Regions from separate parts of the Sus scrofa genome. Here region 2 is linked to region 1. Evidence: chromatin contacts called from public Hi-C data. All regions are on one chromosome and are shown on one strand. Each heading gives the region's core, a stretch centred on a gene start, on an enhancer-like site or on the middle of the called end of the contact. The rest is flanking DNA. Distances are from core to core; before and after follow the strand shown. Region 1 holds the start of DROSHA (ribonuclease 3). Region 2 holds the start of RAD1 (cell cycle checkpoint protein RAD1).

Region 1 (4,185 bases), core at 674-3,173:
ACAAAATATTACCCAAAAAGCGTTTCCTTATCAAATACAGTGTCAGCTGGCATATTCACAGGAATAAGGAGGTCTGGATGTGAATCAAAATGCACAAAACTTATGTTACTTGCAGGAAGATGCTTTGAGCCAATGGCCCGGTATATAAAAGGCAGAACCTGTAAAAGACACAGGCACACATTCAGAATAGGCACTGACATCATGAACATACACCCAACTGCACGCTGAAAAATAATGCTAAACATAATTGCATATAATTTGAGTCCACCAAGTTGTTAAAAAGTAGGAAAATATAAAATTTGTTCATTGAAGATGGGTATAGATAATCATCTTAAGCTTTATTTTTTCCTCAGAACTTCCAGGTTACACTTCTGAAGGCTTTAGTGGGCATCTCTGGCTGCCATGTTGCCTCCACCATGAACTAAAGATAGCGTGGGGAGGCAGACAAGGACTGGCACTCGGGGAAAAAACTGATAGTTAATACACATTCTGGCACTAAAGGTATGCTCTGGACACTCTGGGTCTCTGGGCCTTTTCTATACTTTTAGGCTATGTGGTCTACAAGGCTCTGTGTTCTGTTTCAGTCTTTAGAGTTATAAGTTGAAGACTGAATTTGAAAGCACCACCAAACCCAAGCTTGCTCTTTTCTCCCAGATCCATATGCACTACATCTAGGTCCCCAGAAATCCAACTTCCTTTTTATTCTCTTATCTTTTTCCATCCACAAATCTGGAATCACCCTCTTCCTCTTTAATATCCAGAGAACTCTCAAGACATACTACTGCTATTAAAAAAAAAAAAAAAAAAAAAAAAGAAAGAAAAAAGACTTAGATCCATGGGACTCTCGAAGGCTTTCGGAAGTCTAGATTACAACAGGTATCCTAAAGCAGCAATACTACAGATACAGAAAATATCTTTAATGTTTATAAATGCGGTGTTAAAAGATTTAGGCACGCACTCTGCACACAATAATACTCCTAAAGGACTTATGAATGAGCAACACTTAGTACCCACGTCACAGATGACAGTTCACATTCTTAACAAAAAGCTTCCCCCTTACACAGCAGGGCTGTGATGGAGATGCCAGGAGACAGTAAAGAAATCTGCGTTAAAGTGCAGGTTAAGGACTCCGGGCTCTGTAGTTCGACCGCCCACGTTCGAATCCTGACACCACTAGTTTGCTAAAGTGTTGTGGGATTTCGAACAAACCGCGGGGGTTAAATGAGCTGCCGGGCACTGCATAAACGTCTGCGCCTACTCTTCCAAGCTAGCCCGTTTGGTGTTTCCCCCACAGCAATGCAATTCGAGTGAATTACTAATTCTCGTCATCTCTCTGGCCTCCGAGGCCGAGGCTCCGCCGCTCCCTAAGTCCTCGGGCGATTCTGCCCCAGCGTCCGGCAGCCACCCGCTCACCTCCTGATGATCCTCCACCACCCAAACGGGGAGCTCCGGGTAGCACCGGAGCCGGGGGCGCTCTCCCGCGGAGTCACTCATGTTTTCGCGCGGGGAAGCGTCTCAGCGAGCCTGAAGCTCAGTGCGAAGACGCCGGCCTGCCGCAGCTGTGGCCCTGCCTCCACTCCCGGGTGGAAACGCGCGCTCACCCGGTTGCGGTTCCGGGTTGGAGAACGTAAGGGGCAGGGGGAGAGCACCGGAGGGCTTGACGAAGGCGATTGGCTTAGATTTCCGTCGCTCTTATTGATGCGCCAATCACTGCGCACAAGGCGCTGCGGCGAGTCCAGGAGCTTTCCCTACTGTGGTCCAGCTTTCAGGTTTGCTTTTAATTCTCTCGGTTTCCTGTTCCGGAGGCGCAGGCGGCGCTAAGGTCTTGGCGGCTCCGCTATATAAGTCTGGCTTTGCTCTGACGGAGATCCCGAGAGCCTCTTGTAGGTAAAAGGGGCAGTTTGAGGGTGTTGGAAGAGGGAGTGTTTTGGAGTGTCCGGATTTAAACCGGGCTGGAGTCCGGGGCTGGGGCGAGAGGCTCCTGGGAGTTAGATAGGGTAGTCCCTCTTCAGAGCTACCGCTAAGAGCAAAAAGCGACCCTAGGCCCAGATCCCACAAATAAATAGGAGTGAAGAAGGAGACCTTTCATTCATTGTGGAGCGCATGCGGTGGTCCAGGCCTGGGGCCGCCCGGGTGTCGGAGGGGAGACCAGGAGCTTACCTCGTGGGGCTCACAGTCTGGCGGGAGATGTAAACAGGGGAAACATGCAATTACAGATCAGTTAGACGAAGATGACCAGCCTGCAGATTCAACTCAGGGAGAGAGGGTGTTACTAAAAACGTAGTCACACTTTGCAACCCTTTCTTACATGGACCGATGTTCCTGGATGTGTTAACTATGCAAAACAGCTCCCTAAGTTTCTCTGCTTCGAAACAGCAACTTAGGAGTAGGCAGACGCAGAAAATAATTTTCCAGTTGCAGTGAGGTCCTTGATTTGAATTAAAGTTTGCATCCACAATACAGCCTAACCATGCCTTTAATAGTTGATTTCATAATTAGGGTTTTCAGGTATTCTATCTTTAAAATCATCCATAAGGATCTGATAGTGAGTGTTCAACAGCAGTCTGAACACACTGTTCAAGAGTGTTGTTGATCCTGTTTGTTGCCCACCTCTAGATTCAGTACACTTTTTTGTTCCCTAGACCCTGTGCATATCTCTTTTCTTGGGTTTATCCTAATACATATATTTAATGTATCTGTATGCGGATTCTGAGCTTAATAAGTAATCCAGGTTATGTATCTTACTCATCTTTGAGTGCTCAGGGCTTGTGACATGTGTAGGCTCACTAAGTGTTGCATGAATCAGTGAAAAGACGTGCTTTTGTCTGGTTTTGGTAATGCACATCTGTTGCAGATATATGCAGTGTGGAAATGTACAGTAGCAACCTAGAAACATACCATTAGTGAGACAGTAAACATTTATTGATCACCTACTATGTGCAGGATACTCTGCCAGGGCCTGTGAAGGATTCAGAAATGACTATGAATCAATAATCCAATCCATCAAGGAGCTAATAATCTAGTGGAGGAGTTAGACATGTGCACACATGGCTATAATATGAGGAAGTCTCTGGTAAGTGCTATAAAGAAGTAAGTACAGACTGAGAGTAACAGGAGTCTAGAAGGAATGGGATTACTTCCTAAAGGGAACTAAGAAAGGCATTACAGAAGAAAAGAGGTGGCATCTGACCTAGGTAGAGGGCTAGAAATTCAATGGGCAAATCATCAGGTAGGAGGTTTTAGAAGAGCGGGAACAAAGAACAAGCTTGGTGGTAGTACTTTGTTTGATTAGGCAACAGGGAAAATCGTAGGTGACAGGCGCTTGATGGGGAAGGTAGTGGAGGATTAGCCTGGAAGAAGTTGGGTCCAGATTGCAGAGGTCCCTGCAATCCAAACTTCAGCATGGAGTTTGAATTTGATTCTGTTGCCCCGAGTAGCCTGTGATAGCAAGATCATTGTCTAGATCCTAAGTTTATCATGAGGGCCTTGGACTGAATAATCATCATTAATCAGATATTATTTGCTACCCGCTATTTAGTAAGCAGAGTGATTGATACAGCTAAATCATCTGATATTATTTTCACAAACCATTTGAAAATCTACCTTAGGCTGATAGGTAAAACTTTTAGTTAGAAAGACTTTACAAAGATGCTTCTGCACTAAAGCTTTTTGCAGTTGATATTTATTTGTGTTTTTTAAAAACATTTTGCTCAAGTTTGGTGTTTGGAGATCCATTCTTTTCACAATATTTTTCTATGGGAATTGATGAGGATGAGAAACAACGATAACTCTTGTGTTTACAAATTATAGGTAAGTTTGAAGGCCGGCCTCACCGTGAAGAAAACTAGAATATGGAGAGGGAGAGGAGAAATGATTTTTTCAGAGTTCCCTTCCTGGCTCAGCAGAAAAGAATCTTACTAGCATCCATGAGGACACAGATTTGATTCCTGGCCTTGCTCAGTGAGTTAAGGATCTGGCGTTGCCTTGAGCTGTTGTGTAGGTCATAGATGCTCTTGGATCCCATGTTGCTGTGGCTGTGGTGTAAGCCTGGCAGCTATAGCTCGCATTCAACCCCTAGCCTGGGAACTTCCATATGCTGTCAGTGCTGCCCTAAAAAGCCAAAAAAAAAAAAAAAAGGAAGTGATTTTTTTTTTCCCTCTAATCTTTTATCAGATTAGAGATGGA
Region 2 (4,185 bases), core at 791-3,290, 2.7 Mb before region 1:
ACAGAGTTCTCAAAATCATTCCCAGTTTCAACTGTCAACTCTACATAAAGGTAAGGAACTCTTTCTGGCCCTAATACCCAAGAAGCTGACTTACCTCAAATTCAACTTCAGATACCAAACTTTAAAATCTGGTAAATTACCTTGCTATTTATTTTTCTGATGATGTCACCATCACTTCAATCCCCCACACTTTGAATCTTCCACTTTCCTTTATTCTCTCATATCATAAGCACTAGTAAATGCTGTCAACTTCTGTTAGCAACAACTCTTAATCATCTTCTACTGATACTGCCTTCACTCAGATTCTTAAAATCTCACATCATTTCCTCATCTCCTTAATGCTAGTCTTCCCATCCAGGAGCTCCTCCAGTAGATATGGCAGACTAGCACCTGCTTAACTTTTTCTACCTGACTATTGTCCCAAATCAACCTTACACCCTAGCCAACTTGGCTGTATTTTTTAAACTTTCAGCACTTTGTATACTTCAACGTCTTTGATCAGTTTCTCCCTCTCTCTTCCCCTTTCCGCCTCTCCCTTGCATTGCTCCTTCCCCTTTCTGAAAATCAGAATTTTGCTCTTACCTTAGGATCTAGCTCAAAGGCTAAATCAAATCCTTCATAATCCCTAACCTGTTTATTCTAGAGCAATATTTATCTTCTTCATTTAAATAGAATTTTCATTTATAACTCAACTCATAGATCCTTATCGTATTTTTTCTAGCTCCTAAAAGAGAACGCTTAACATTTACTGAAAATCTAACAGAAGTCTGCTTATTTTTCATAAAAAGCAAATCATATTTTCTTCCTTTCAATTTGCAGGTGAGAAAAGAGCTCAAAACGTCCCTGTTAAGAGCAGGGCTACAATTCAAGCTCATCTTTCATTCCTCAAAGCTCACTCCTTTCCCAATGCTTGCCACCCCACCAAACCATTAAGGGTCATTTATTACTCGCTAGCGTGTCAAACAGAGATCTGGCAAAGCTGAAGGTCGACAGAGAAGTTTATGAAACAAATGTTAACTCTAGTCTCCACAATATTTGACCTGGCTTAAGGAGCTCTCAGTCGAATTAAAGTTAGCAGCAACTTGTGCTCACCTTGTTTTGAGCAAAAAACATATAAGTTCCTAGTTTCCTTCTAAACTGAAGTGGTCACATTCTAGTTTTGCAATCCCAAGGCAGGGGAAACCTAACTTCTCACCGTGCCCGGCACGTTAAAACTTCATGAATACAAGAAAAGCTCACGTTATCTTGTCTAGCTTTCATTACCCCGAGATCAAGCAAGTCAAATTCACAATCCCAAGAAAAGGAACTTTTTAAAGGGCCACATAACAAGCTTTAGGATTCCTAACTAACCATACCTAACTATGTCGGTATATGGAAGTATTACTCTAAGGGATACACTCAATAGCGAGGAATAACTTTAATTGGTAAAACTATTACTCTCCAACAACAACAACAATAGGGGAGTAAATGGAAGACTAAACGCTGGAATTAAGACCCTCAAAGTCGCTTCTCTGTGACCCTCTAAAAGCTCTGAAGCCCACCCAGGTGCTCAGCCCGCGCCTCCAGGAGGGCAGCCATGTGTCCAAGCTTTAGCTATAAACCTGGTAGCCAGTCCAGCTGGAAGGGCTGAAAACGACCTCCAGGAACACCTCAGAAACTCCGAAACCCGCAGAGCCATAATCAAATAGGTAGCCTCAGAGAAGGCGTGCGGAGCCGCGGCCGCAGAGCCCACTCTACCTTGCAAACCGGGCCCGGAATACGATTTCTATCTTCCTCCTCCGCTTCCTCTGCCACCTCGCTTGACTTAGCAGGCGGCTTGGCGTCTTTTTCGCTTCTTTTCAGCTTTTTCGCCGGACCAGCCGGGCCTCCACGCCGTTTCCTCTTGGTTGCCGCCATCTTGCTTCCCGCCATCTTGCTCCCCAGCTTCTCTCTGGGCCTTCCTTCCGGCTGCGCCGCTCGCTCCGCTTTCCCATCTCTATGGTCCCGGGGCTGGGCTCGGCAGTCCTCCAGCTCTAGGTGCCTCTTTCCGGTCTCTGTGGTACCGGATGCCAGACTCTCTAGGCTTTGTCTATCTCTGTGGTGACGGTGCTGACGGGGCTGGCGGGTCTGAAAAAGTGGCGGGAGCCGCTCCACTTCCTCCCCGGCTGCCAGGGAGCTGCGTCCCGACCCCAAAGGTGGGTTTGGGCGCTTGGCATATCGAGACTAGTAAACGGGTGCAGTCCCGCGGCGGGTTGGTGCGCCGCGTTGTCTGGGGCTTTTGGAGGATCCGAGGACCACCCCCACCCCTTGTCTGTTAGGGACGAGGTTGGCTGCGTGGACAGCTCAAAACCGACTCTTTGGTGATACGCAGCCTCATCTTGGCGTGGCGAAGCTGGCCCGAGTAGAATGATGTTGTTGTTGTTGGGTGTTTTCATCGTTCAGTTTTTCATGGTTACTGTCGTCTTACTGAAGACGAGGAAACCGTAGCTTAAAGAGATAATTTCCCCCAAAGTTAGACAGTTAAGTGGCAGAAGTGGGGTTCAATCCCTGGTCGGTCGAGTTCACCGTCCAGGCCTCTTCCACTTGGCTCAGCGCAGGTTGAGATCGCGGGCTTAGCCAGCATTGACGGGAGTTTGTCTGATCTCATCAGGTGTTCCGCGACCAGCGGGAGCAGGTGTTGGCATCAGGAGCCGCTCTCCGGGCGGAATGCGCAGTGAACCATGCCCCTCCTAACACAACAGATCCCAGATGAGAGTGATTACAGTTTAGTGGCCAGCCTCGACAACGTGAGGAATCTCTCCACTATCTTGAAGGCTATTCATTTCCGAGAACATGCCACCTGTTTCGCTACTAAAAATGGAATCAAGGTCACAGTGGAAAATGCAAAGTGTGTGCAAGCAAATGCTTTTATTCAGGTATGAAAGTAGTCACCTTTAAGCCTGGGACTTAGTGATATTCTTCACCCCAGACAATGAAGGTCTTAATTGATATCATTTAAGTTAAAGAGCAAAATATCATTACTTGAATTCTTTTTCTCTCCTGGTAACAAATTCTTCTGCAATCTTGTTTAACAGAGATAATGGTTAATAATAATAATAATGTCTAGAATATATTAAGCTAAACTATAGGCCGGGCACTCTTCTGAGCGTTTTATATGTTTAACTCATTTAATCCTCAGAGAATAGTCTTTGATGTAGGTTCTGTTATTATTCTCATTTTTACGTATGTGGAAACTGAGACACTGTTAAGTGATTTGTCAACAGTCCTACAGCTGGCAAGCAGCTGAATTGGGATAAGAACCCAGGACATTTGTTTCCATAGCATATGCCCTTTACCACTACCTCCCTATGATTAAAAAAAAAAAAAATCCCTTTTATTGGTTATAGTATAATCTACTCTTAAAAGTAATATTTGAATAGTTCAGATAGGATTTCAGATTTAGTTCAGAATTTTTTTGGAACACCTAAGTGCATGGTATGACCTTGGGTATAGAGGGATAAATAAGACATGGTTTCTGTCCTCAAAAGAAGCTGAAGACCAGTATCACTCGTGCATTGTCTGATTGACTAGTGTCTGAATAACCTTAGCCAAGTTTATGGGCACACAGAGAAGACAAGGGAGAGTCAGGTGGGGGATAGTTTAGCTCCTCGAAGCTAGATGAAGGACCTTTCATAAAGTTTTGCATGGGACCAAAATCATTCTTACACCTAATGAATCACAGTTGAAAAAGTTTAAGAGGTTTTTCTTGGTAATCAAAAATTATTTTCATGGTATTAGCACAATATTGTTATTTTAAAAACATATAAAGTGAAATTCAGAACCTTATATGAGTTTCATTCTTTAATATACGTATACATTTTCACTTTTTTTTTCCATAGGCTGGAATATTTCAAGAGTTTACAGTTCAAGAAGAGTCTGTTACTTTTCGAATTAATTTAACCGTCCTTTTAGACTGTTTATCTATTTTTGGATCAAGTCCTGTGCCAGGTGAACTATTTTATTATCATTATAACAACATAAAAACATTATACATAATGGTCAGAAAAATACAGGAGAAGTTATTAGAATATAAGTAATATAAACTTTACTTTAGAAAATTAATTACCAATTCATTTTTCATTTGTTACAATCATGGATTCTGATTTTTCACAATATTAATAGAAAGTATGCTTACAGTTCATTTCATACTTGGAAAAGCATTTACAT

Evidence for each region. A called contact is a pair of places that touch in the nucleus more often than the background predicts.
Region 2: a Hi-C map of skeletal muscle shows a contact between it and region 1, with 6 times the contacts expected there. The contact joins the promoter of RAD1 here to the promoter of DROSHA in region 1.

The regions. Positions count from the first base shown.
Region 1 is chr16:17,845,692-17,849,876 of Sscrofa11.1, reverse strand. It overlaps DROSHA (ribonuclease 3), which reads left to right and starts at 1,923. Exons shown (of 35, transcript XM_021077126.1): 1 at 1,923-3,073. C16H5orf22 (UPF0489 protein C5orf22 homolog) reads right to left here and starts at 1,605. Exons shown (of 10, transcript XM_003359737.4): 1 at 1,414-1,605; 2 at 13-158. The coding sequence starts at 1,494.
Region 2 is chr16:20,510,027-20,514,211 of Sscrofa11.1, reverse strand. RAD1 (cell cycle checkpoint protein RAD1) reads left to right here and starts at 2,040. Exons shown (of 8, transcript XR_308376.3): 1 at 2,040-2,174; 2 at 2,630-2,894; 3 at 3,858-3,966. It overlaps BRIX1 (BRX1, biogenesis of ribosomes), which reads right to left and starts at 1,931. Exons shown (of 10, transcript NM_001244824.1): 1 at 1,738-1,931. The coding sequence starts at 1,911.